2 separate regions of the Pan troglodytes genome follow, and region 1 is linked to region 2. A link is a contact called in public HiChIP or PLAC-seq data. All regions are on one chromosome and are shown on one strand. Each heading gives the region's core, a stretch centred on a gene start, on an enhancer-like site or on the middle of the called end of the contact. The rest is flanking DNA. Distances are from core to core; before and after follow the strand shown.

Region 1 (6,343 bases), core at 22-2,521, 140 kb before region 2:
GGGTCAGGCTTGTCTTGAACTCCTGACCTCAGTTGATCCACCCGCGTTGGCCTCCGAAAGTGCTGGGATTACAGGCATGAGTCACTGTGCCCGGCCAAAATTATGTCTTCTTAAAACAGAATATATTTGGGTCTCGTTTTTAATCCAATGTGACAATTTCTGTGTTTTAATCCATTTACAGTTAGTAAACGGATTACATGTTTAGTCCATTTACATTCAATGTGATTACTAATGTGGTTGAAGTCTAACTGCTTGCTCTTTGTCTTTGCCTTATGTGCTTTTTGCTCCTTCCTGCTTTCTTTTGGATCAAGTATATTTTTGTATTCTATTTTATCTCTTTTCTTGGATTTTTAGCTGTATTATTTTTTATTAATTGCTCTAGGGATTACAATATTTTATTATTTTAAGACGGAGTCTTGCTCTGTCGCCCAGGCCGGAGTGCAGCGACACGATCTTGGCTCACTGCAACCTCCATTTCCTGGGTTCAAGCGATTCTCCTGCCTCGGCCTCCCGAGTAGCTGGGATTACAAGCGCACACCACCATGCCCGACTAATTTTTGTATTTTTAGTAGAGACGGGGTCTTCACCATGTTGGCCAGTGTGGTCTCGAACGCCTGACCTCAGGTGATCCGCCCGCCTCGGACTCCCAAAATGCTGCGATTACAGGCGTGAGCCACTGCGCTCGGCCGGGATTACAATATTTTAAATTATCACAGTATAACTTGAATTTGGGTTCTATCATGTCATCTACAATGTAAAAACCTTTGGAATCTAATTTTGAGACTCCACCCTAGGCACAGAAAAGGAGTAATCTGCGGATTTGAAAATGTGTGGACTGGGAACCAGAATGTTATCCAAAGCCCCTGTTTTGCAGGAATGTGAGAAAGTGATCTCCGAATATTGAGTCAACTGGTAGATTGTCTCAATCCGCTGGTCAGGATCCATTTGCTGCTTTTTGCCTTACCGCAGAGCACAAGCGGGGGTAACCAAACCTTCATAATCTAGAGACCAGACTAGAATATCTGATGCCCATCCTTACTGTTCTCCATAAGAACCAGGGGTCGCAGATGAATGGGGAGTGAGGTTGCTGCGGCTGAGCGGGGCGTTTAGGGCAGTTTTCCTAAACACGCCTGTGACCAGCTGACTCCACTCAGCGTTTCCTTGTGAGGTATGTTTCTTCACGGGCCTTTCAAGATTGTTTTTTGGCACGAGCTCAAATCAGGTTTTCTTCCGTCCGCCGTTCCCGCAGGTCTGCGCACGGATTTGTCCCTGGCTCCCGCAGGCAATGGGGCCGCAGGGGCCGGCCGGGGGGGTCCCCAGCGGGCTCTGCGCGCCGACCTGCAGCGGGGACCCGCGCCTGGAACCCTCCCGACGAGCGCAGGTGAGCGCCTCCTGCCAAGTGGGGCGGCGCCACACGGGCGCCCTGGGTGTCCCCCTGAGCTCCTTCCGCAGCTCAGGCCACCCCCCGCCCTGACCCGGTGGAGCCCCGGGACAGGGTGCGGACCCCGTTCCTTCGCGCTCCGAGCCGGACGGACCCGCAGGAGGACCCCACGCCCGCTCCGCCCCGACCCCGCCGTCCCGCGCAGGCTGCGGTGACCCAGGCCGGCAGGTAGCCAGGGGCTCTCTGCCTGGGAGGACACCTTCGGCGGCTGGCGTGGGGAAAGGGGCCGCCCGGCCGGGGACGCCCCGCCAGGAGGAGGGAGCGGCCGGGGCCGCGGCCGGGAGGGAGGAGCGCCGGGAGGAAGAGGCCGAGCCGGGAGAGCCCCCGCCCCGGGAGGAAGGGGAGGAGGCCGAGTGTTTCCTGGCGCATTCCCGGCCAGCCCGAGTGACTCACTCGGCCAAGGAAACTCCCAGGGCCCGCCCAGGACCCCCAAGCCGCCGCGGACGCAGGTGAGGAACCCCGCTCGCCCGCGCCTGCCCTGCGGCCTCCGCGGGGTCCGGGTCCCCCTCGGAACCTGGGCCGGCCAGGGCGGCGGCGGGGCCGGGACGGAGCCCCCTCCTCCCCGCCCAACCCCGGCGGCGCGGCCTCCCCGGCGGCGCGGCCTCCGGGATCGTCCTGGTCCCCGCGTCCCCCAGGTCCCGGCCCCGGGCTCCCGCGCCTCCCGGGCTCCAGGTCCCCGCACTCCCTGCACTGGCTTCCCGGGCCCTGCGCCCCCGGCCTTTCGGCCTCGGCCCCGAGCTCCCCGCCCCCGCGTTCACCGCCTCGCGCCCCCGGATCCCGGATTCCGCGCCCCGGCACGTGGCACAGCTCCAGTGGCGAAGGAATACCTTAGTGTTTGACGTTTTTGTTGGAAAGTAAGGAGCAGGCAGATTGTTAATGTTGCACTAAGGTCGCGCAGCAAGATCTGAACCCGTTGTTGTTTCGTGCCCCTGTGAGGACCGGAGGGAGCCTGGTCCGCGGAGCCATTCCGGGCATTCTTGGAGAGAGGAGTTTTGGGCTTTGTTAAGGAGGCGCGATCGTTACGGAGGCAGCACTGTTTCGCACAAGCATCTGAATTGTGTATTTTAAGGCTGAAATGCGTGAGCTTAATTTGCAGCACATTGTGGGTGTGACAAGAAGGGTGCAAGAATAATTGGGAAACGGGGTTGATGGAACGTATTTTAAGCTGAGAGGGGCGTCTGGACGGTGTCAGCTCCGCTATTAAGTCCAGTCAGGGAGCGGCTGCTGACTGAGCCCAGCGCCGCGTGGTCGCCGCTGGGGACTGAGGCTCGGGAGCGTTTGTTTTCTGGCGGCGGAGGGCACCGTGGCTGCGCCGGGAGCGGTGGTGTTTCTTGCAGTCGTCCGTCGGACTCCGGAATGAGGCGTGGTCGGAGCCGCGGTGATGCCTGGTGCAGTGCGCACATTGCTATGCTTGACAGCTTGGTGGCAGAGTCCCGGCCAGGCCGGGACCCGCGGGGGCCCCACGCATGCTGCCTTTTCCCTGCGGGTGGCCAGCGGTTTTCCAAGTGATGTCTAGATCTGCAGGCACGGAGCCTGGAAGAACGAGTCACGCTGTGAGTGGGCGCGGGCCGTAGCAGGTGTGCACTCGTAGGGCCAGTAGGGAGATAGTGCCGGTGCCCTCACTGCGACCGAGGCGCCCTGGAGTCGTGGCGGAGGACGGTTCCTGCGTTAAGACAGGTGTCTGTGCTGCGCTCAGAGAAAATGTACCCCCTAAGTTTGTGTGTGTGTTTAAATTTATTTTAAACTTTTAGTAAGATTCACTTTTTGGTGTTCAGTTCAGTGAGCTGTAGCAGGTGCGTGGACTGTAGTGACTTCCACCGCAGTCAGGATACTCAGGAAGGCAGCCTCTCTCCTCCCCGCTCTTGCAGCCGCCTGTCTGTTCCTCAGTCCTCCTGCTTTGCCCATTCCAGAATGTCACATGTGGGCTTGGAGTCTGGCTTGTTTCGCTTAGCATAAGGCGTTGGAGATTCAGCTATGCTCTGGTTTGTCCCTGAAGAGTAAAGATACAAGGGTCTGAAAAGTGTGGCTCTCGGATACAGCCTGAGAGAGAGACTAAAATGATAAAGTGATGAGAAAAATTACAAAACTATAGTTCATTAAAAACATTAAACAGTATAGAACCGTGTATACTAAAAGTGAAATTCCCTCGGTACTTCTAAGTAGTATAATAGTCTTTTCTGTGCATAAGCAATTTTTTAAATAACATAGTGAGATCATATTGCATATATTAGCGTCATACATTTTTCACTTAATGATGTTTGGTTACTTAAAGATCTTAGCAATCTTTACATGTTGATATATATAGTATATACACACAGATTTCCCTCAATCTTTTAAATAACCGTATAGTATTCCTTTTTTTTTTTTTTTTTTGTGACAGAGTCTTACTCTGTGGCCCAGACTGGAGTGCAGTGGTGCAAACTCGGCTTGCCACAACCTATGCCTCCTGGGTTCAGGTGGTTCTCCCACCTCAGCCCCCTGAGTAGCTGGGATTACAGGCACGCACCACCACACCCGGCTAATTTTTGTCTTTTTAGTAGAGACGGGGTTTTGCTATGTTGCCCAGGCTGGTCTTGAACTCCTGACCTCAAGTGATCTGCCCGCCTCAGCCTCCCAAAGTGCTGGTATTACAGGCATGAGCCACTGTGCCCGGCCAAATCACTATAGTATTCTGTAGTGTGGATGTTTCATAATTTTATCAGCCTCCTGTTGATTGACATTATAGTTATTTACTGTTTTTCACCACTACAGTCAATGCTTGTGTCTGTATCTTTGTGCACATACTCAAGTTTATAATGCTAAAGGTGACTTTGGGTTTAAATAATAGCTAACATCTCCCTCCCTCCTTTCTTTTTTTTTATTTTATGTTATTTTATTTTATTTTATTTTTTGTGAGACAGGGTTTTGCTCTTGTTGCCCAGGCTGGAGTGCAATGGTGTGATCTCGGCTCACTGCAACTTCCACCTCCTGGGTTCAAGCAATTCTCCTGCCCCAGCCTTCCGAGTAGCTGGGATTACAGGCGCCTGCCACCACACCCAGCTAATTTTTGTATTTTTAGTAGAGACAGGGTTTTGCCATGTTGGCCAGGCTGGTCTCAAACTCCTGACCTCAGGTGATCCACCCACCTCGGCCTCCCAACGTGCTGGGATTACAGGCGTGAACCACCGTGCCCAGCCAAAACATATTTTATAGCGTGAAGTTTTAACTAACATGTCCAAGCTATTCTCATTGTTTTTCCTATTAAAATTTAGCCAACCCTTAGAGGCCATTCATAAAGCATGGATTAATTACACTGACATAATTTAAAAACCTTATTTTAGCCAGTGCAATAATATCAGACAAAGAAAGAAAAGGCATACAAATTGGAAAGGGAAAATTGTCCCTATTTGCTGACAACATGATTATCTACATAGAAAATCCAGGGAATCTATGAAAAAGCTACTAGAACTAATTAATGAGGTTAGCAAGGTCACAAGATACAAAGTCAACACACAGAAGGCGACCTTATTTTTCTTTTTCTTTTTTTTTTTTTTTTTTTGAGACAGAGTTTCATTCTTGTTGCCCAGGCTAGAGTGCAATGGTGCGATCTCGGCCCACCGCAACCTCTGCCTCCCGGGTTCAAGCAATTCTCCTGCCTCAGCCTCCCGAGTAGCTGGGATTACAGGCATGTGCCACCATGTCTGGCTAATTTTGTGTTTTTAGTAGAGATGGGGTTTCTCCGTGTTGGTCAGGCTGGTCTGGAACTCCCAACCTCAGGTGATCCGCCTGCCTCAGCCTCCCAAAGTGCTAGGATTATAGGCGTGAGCCACCGTGCCCGGCCTGGCGACCTTATTTCTGCATACAGCAGTGCCCCTTATCCATGGGGAGATACATGCAAAGTCAACACTATACAAGCTGACCTTATTTCTGTTTACAACAGTCCTTGTTATCCATGGACGATACGTTCCAATGGAAGCCTGAAACCTGAGATAAGACAGAACCCTTCATGTACTGTGGTTTTTTTCCCTATACATCTATGCCTATGATAAAGCTTAATTTACAAATTAGGCACAGTAAGAGATTACCAACAATAACTGTTCATAATATAGAATAATTATATACTGAATAAAAGTTATATAAATGTGTTCTCTCTTTCAAAATATCTTTTTGTATGCACTCACCTATTTTTGGAGGGCAGTTGACTGTAGGCAGCTATAACTGGGGAAACAGAAATTGCAGATAATGAAACTACAGGTAAGTGGGGACTACTGTACTAGCAATGTACAATTAGAAAGTTAAATTTGGCCGGGCGTGGTTGCTCACGCCTGTAATCCCAGCACTTTGGGAGGCCGAGGCGGGCGGATCGCAAGGGCAGGAGTTCGAGACCAGCCTGGCCAACATAGTGAAACCCTGTCTCTACTAAAAATACAAAAATTAGTTGGGCATGGTGGCGTGCGCCTGTAGTCCCAGCTACTCAGGAGGCTGAAGCAGGAGAATCGCCTGAACCCGGGAGGCGGAGGTTGTGGTGAGCCGAGATCGCGCCACTGCAGTCCAGCCTGGGCAACAGAGCGAGACTCCGTCTCAAAAAAAAAAAAAAGAAAGTTAAATTTAAAAACACAACATTTCGTTTGCTTCAAAGGAATCAAATACTTAGGTATACATTGAATAAGACTTACAGGATCTGTATGCTGAAGATGAGAGAAATCAAAGATCATTTAAGTAAATGGGGGAACATACCATAGTCAGTGATTGGAACACTCAACATAGTAAAGACATCAGTTCTCTTCATATTGATCTATAAATTTAACCCAATTCCAATTTAAAAATATTAGCATGCTTTAAAAACAAAAATTTTAAACAAAAATTTTGTTTATTGAGGTATAATATACCTACTTTATAAAATTCACCTACTTTTAAGTATAC
Region 2 (5,515 bases), core at 2,719-5,218:
TGGCGGGCGCCTGTAATCCCAGCTACTCGGGAGGCTGAGGCAGGAGAATTGCTAGAAACTGGAGGGCGGAGGTTGCAGTGAGCCGAGATCGCACAGCTGCACTCTAGCCTGGGCAACAAGAGCAAAACTGCATCTCAGAAGAAAAAAAAAGGTGAGCGTCAGATCACGTGGGACCCTATGGGCCATACACAAACCCAAAAGGCAAGGAACAGATCTGCAACCCATTTATTTGGCCAGATCATAATTTATTTTCATCTGGAGCCATTACAGAACTATTTAAGTAGTTCTGTTTCAACTTCATTTACATAAAACAAATAGATATGCAGAAATGTTTAAGCATGCTCTAATCTAGTCTGAGGGGTGTATTTAATTCTACAACACAGATAAATCTTTGCAAATTGTGTATATTTGAGATTTATGTTATGGGAAACATACAGATACTAACACAGTTACCACAGTAGAGCAAATCAACATATCTATCATCTCATGTAGTTACTTTTTTATGACAAAAGCAGCTAAAATCTACTCATTGAAGGAAAATCTCTAATACAATTTCATTAGCTGTAGTTCTCAAGTTGTACATCCTGAATATCTGCTACTTTGTATCCTGTGACCTAAATCTCCCATTTCCTCTCCCACCCCCACCCCACCTTTTATTCTCTGCAGAAGTCTTATCTTTCTGTTCAATATCACAATGTATAGCAATCAAATAAATCAGAGTTTAAATGAAGCTTACACCATCTATGAAAAAAATGTAATATTCAAAGTCATGTGTTTTAAATATGAGTAAACCATATTTACCTATTAAAAACATTCTGAAAACATGTGAAATTCTTTTTATTATCTCTCCCTAACAATAGCTACCACTTACTGAACACCTCCCTAGGCACTATTCCATGCATCATTTCTACTCATTTCTCTTCTACGCAATAAGATGAAGGTATCACTTTACAGCTAAGGAAACCTCCCAGGGGTAAAAAAGAGTCACATGCAGAGGACCACATAGAAAGGGACTTTACTTCTACACCCGGCTGCCCACATTACATTAACACTTTAGAGCTCTTAGGTCGGGCGCGGTGGCTCACGCCTGTAATCCCAGCAATTTGGGGGGTCGAGGAGGGCGGATCACCTGAGGTCAGGAGTTAGAGACCAGCCTGGCCAACAAGGTGAAACCCCCGTCTCTACTAAAAATACAAAAATTAGCTGGGCGTGGTCGCCGGCGCCTGTAATCCCAGCTACTCCGGAGGCTGAGGCAGGAGAACCGCTTGAACCCAGGAGGCGGAGGTTGCAGTGAGCAGAGATCGTGCCACTGCACTCCAGCCCGAGTGACAGAGCAAGATTCCATCTCAAAAAAAAAAAAAAAAAAAAAAACAAAAAAAAAAAAACAAAAAAACTATATATAGAGCTCTTAGTTTTCTACGAAATCTTTACTACCTGGTTTCCACTGCTATCTAAGTTAGCTTAGGCCCAGCTCGGTGGCTCACACCTGTAATCCCCGCACTTTGGAGGCCAAGGTGGTTGGATCGCTTAAGTCCAGGATTAGGAGACCAGCCGGTGTAACATGGTGAAACCCCGGTTCTAAAAAAAATACAAAAATTAGCCAGGCATGGTGCCGCACGTCTGTGGTCCCAGCTGCTGGGGAGGCTGAGGTGGGAGGAGCACTTGAGCCCGGGAGGCGGAAGTTGCAGTGAGCCCAGATTGCACCGTCTAGCCTGGGGACAGAGCAAGACCTTGGCTCAGAAAAATTAAATACATGTTAGATTTAATTTTTTCCAACCTCTCACTTGGCTAATAATTTTTCAAAGCAGTACTGTACTTATACAGAACCTAAATCTCCAACCCTAACTATGCAACAATATTAGTTATAAATTACAATTTTAACTTACATGTAAGTTTAATATGGTCTCTCTTATGAAAAAAAGGCTGGGAGAGGTTAGAGATGACTTATTCACTCTCATTTCCTCGTAAATACCACCCTTTATTCTCATTTAAAGTCTTAAACCCTGGCCGAGTAGCTCCAGCCTAGAAAGAAGAAAACACAGAAGTAGGCAAAAGACTTAAAGTTACTAAGTACGTTTTATAATTTGGTTACTAGCCTTCATACTCATTTTGCCAACCAATCAACATAAAACCTACTCAATCGAGCACAACTACTGCTTCGACAGGCAGCTTACTGGAATGGAAACTCTCGACTCTGATATTTCCTCTTACAAAAAAAAGTATTAACCGGGCACATGGCTATACACAGGATTTCTAGAAACAGAACTTAACATGCAGTCCTGTATTAAATGAACTAACAACCTAGAAAAGAAATTAAGGAGGCACAAACACCAAACTAAACACACAGTTTTGCGCAATTGTATAGAGAGGGAAATAGGATTCCGTGATTTTATAAAACGAAATTAAAACAGCCAGGCTCAAAACGTCACAGCAGACTTCTAAGGCTTGTTTAACTGTCAGTTAGGATCCCCGCAGCAGCTGAAGCCACCTTCTAAAACTCACCAAGACAAATGAAATTATTTTAATGAACTTAATGAACATGCGTCCCCGACATGGCCAACGAGCCAGGCTTCCGTGGGACTGAACGGCAATCCGATTCACGGTGGGTTTCCTCACTGAGGATTACAGGAAAACCGCTTCAGAACACCCGGAAAGGAAAGTTGCCCGAAGAACCCTTCTCCGACACAAGGCGGGCTGGCTCGCCACCAAGTCAGCCCCTTCGCGCTTGCCTGAAAGGAAGGAGTGGCGACCTCACCCTAGTCGGCCGGCCGGCCGCGCGGCTTCCCCTCGCCGGCGCAGCCTGGGGCACCGCGGCTCACACCCCCACACAGGCCGCCCAGTCCTGCGCTCGCACGGCCACCGCCTTCGTCGCCGTCCAGTGGGAGATGCGAGCATTCGGGGCTGAAGCCGTTCGCACCGCCTCCTCCATGGAAAAGCGCCGAGGAAAACCTGCCAAGGACAACCTCCGGCACCGCCGTCACCACCGCTGCCGGGACCTAGGGCCGGCGCCGGAAAACCTAGGCGCGGCTAAATGACGCAAGAGGCCTCGCGCGCACGCGCAGTGCCGCACCACATACACCCCGCCCCCGGGGCTCTCTCCCGCCGGGTTCCGGTTCCTTTACAAGGCCCCAGTCGGCTGAGCGCGGAGGGCGGGGCGCGTAGCGTGCGGGGACGGGGGCGGGGACGGGGGCGGGGACGGGGGCGGGGCGCAGGATCCAGGCGGGACCTGGCGAGGGACGAAGCTGGAAGGGTAGTTAAGCAGTACAGTATGCTGCCAGGTGGCGTTGGCCGATCAGTTCAAAATCAAACTCCGGCGTGGCCCTTATTTAAAACGAGGATTCCGGGCCCGGCGCTGTGGCTCACGCCTGTAATCCCAGCACTTTGGGAGACCAAGGCGGGCGGATCCCGAGGTCAGGAGATCGAGACCATCCTGGCTAACACGGTGAAACCCCGCCCCTACTAAAAATACAAAAAATTAGCCGGGCGTGGTGGCGGGTGCTTGTAGTCCCAGCTACTCGGGCCACTGAGGCAGGAGAAGGGCGCGAACCCGGGAGGCGGAGCTTGCAGTGAGCGGAGATCCCGCCACTGCACTCCAGCCTGGGCGACAGAGCGAGACTCCGTCTCAAAAAAAAATAGAATAAATGAGGGTTCCGGCCGGCCGCGGTGGCTCACACCTGTAATCACAGCACTTTGGGAGGCCGAGGCGGGCGGATCACGAGGTCAGGAGTTCGAGACCAACGTGACCAACATGGGGAAACCGCATCTCTACTAAAAATACAAAAATTAGCTGCACGTGTTGGTGCGCGCCTGTAATCTCAGCTACTCCAGAGGCTGAGGCAGGGGAATCGCTTGAACTCGGGAGGCGGAGGTTGCAGTGAGCCGAGATCAGCCACTGCACTCCACCTGGGCGACAGAGCGAGACTCCTTCTCAAAAATAAATAAATAAATAAAATAAAACGAGGGTTCCCAGGGGCAGTCACAGTGTGAAGCTGCATTTAATTGGTGTCCCCGGGCGATGCCAAAGGGGAACAGAGCTCCAAAGAGGGCAAGAGGCGGGGGAAAGGGTGGGTCCAAAGCTGGGGGCGGGACGGGGCGGGGCCGAAATAGCTGTGGTAGTTCGACGACCGCTGGGCCCTTCCTTACTGACCCGGTCGCGGAATAGATGTGAGGTTGACGTTGGTGAAAGCCCGCCTCGAGACACTGAGAGCAGATTGATTGAATGATTGATTTTGAGACAGAGTCTCGCTCTGTCGCCAGACTGGAGTGCAGCGGCACGATCTCGGCTCACTGCAAATTCCGCCTCCCCGGTTCAAGCGATTCTCCTGCCTCAGCCTCCCGAATAGCTGGGACTGTAGGCGCGCGCCACCACACCCGGCTAATTTTTTTTTTTTTTTTTTAAGACGGAGTCTTGCTTGTCACCCAGGCTGGAGCGCAGTGACACGATCTCGGCTCACTGCAACCTCTGCCTCCTGGGTTCAATGAAGCCATTCTCCTGCCTCAGCCTCCCCAGTAGCTGGGATTACAGGTGCACACCACCACGCCCAGCTAATTTTTGTATTTTTAGTAGAGATGGGGTTTCACCATGTTGGCCAGGCTGGTTTCGAACTCCTGACCTCGTGATCCGCCCGCCTCAGCCTCCCAAAGTGCTGGGATTACAGGTGTGAGCCACCACGCCCAGCCAATTTTTGCATTTTTAGTAGAGACAGGGTTTCACCATGTTGGCCAGGATGGTCTCGATCTCTTGACCTCGTGATTCACCTGCCTCAGCCTCCCAAAGCGCAGATTTATTTTTCATGAGATGTATAGGAAACTAACTGTTAGGCTATCCTGCCTTGGCTCCTCCTGGAAAGGAGAAATTCCTTGGGATCCACCAACGTGGTTTCTGCAAAAGTAGTCAAAGACAGAGCTCATTTGTAAGAAGCAAAGAGTAGCCAGCTAGAGTTAGATCTCCTAGTAAATCAATGATTCCTTGGTTGCAGGTGTAGAGTCCCTTAGGAATGTTGTTCCAGGTTGCGACTAGACACAAAAACACTGTTATATGAAATTCAAATCATGTGGGGTGAGGATCTTTATAAAATGAATTATGCACTTATTGAAACAAAACACCAAATATCATTTGTCCTTTTCAGGCTCTAATCCTATTGGACTGTTGTGTTCTAGACTGTATACACAGCCCCTGACCACTCTGGTTTTGGTTTAGGTCACTATGCAGCTTCTAATTTTAAAGCTTTTAATCTGCCGTGAGCCTAGCAATCATCTTAAAACTGGCTCAGAGGACCTATTACTTGCATCTCAGAACTGGCTCAGAGGATCTATTACTTTCTTTGGTCTCAGCCATGTTTTGGCTAGATGACACTCTCAGATAAGGAATTCCATTGAATATTGAAAGATGGTTGACAAGTTGGTCTCAGGTGATGTGGTAGATTGATGAAAAATGGCTCCAATTTCCCACACATTTTGCAGTGACTTTGCAGCTCCCCTCTATTTCCTGAATCTGTACTGGCCTTGGGCTTTG

The links. HiChIP or PLAC-seq counts read pairs in DNA pulled down with a chosen protein or histone mark.
Region 1: an H3K4me3 HiChIP or PLAC-seq map of stem cell-derived excitatory neurons shows a contact between it and region 2, with 4 times the contacts expected there. The contact joins the promoter of CYFIP1 here to the promoter of NIPA2 in region 2. A contact is called at or near these places in 1 of 7 Hi-C or Micro-C datasets (stem cell-derived neural progenitor cells) and 1 of 1 datasets of contacts at active chromatin or transcription factors (stem cell-derived excitatory neurons).

Annotation. Positions count from the first base shown.
Region 1 is chr16:12,227,076-12,233,418 of NHGRI_mPanTro3-v2.0_pri, reverse strand. CYFIP1 (cytoplasmic FMR1 interacting protein 1) reads left to right here and starts at 1,271. Exons shown (of 31, transcript XM_016927743.2): 1 at 1,271-1,381. The coding sequence starts at 1,286.
Region 2 is chr16:12,087,692-12,093,206 of NHGRI_mPanTro3-v2.0_pri, reverse strand. It overlaps NIPA2 (NIPA magnesium transporter 2), which reads right to left and starts at 3,968. Exons shown (of 8, transcript XM_016927745.4): 1 at 2,756-3,968; 2 at 1,887-2,022.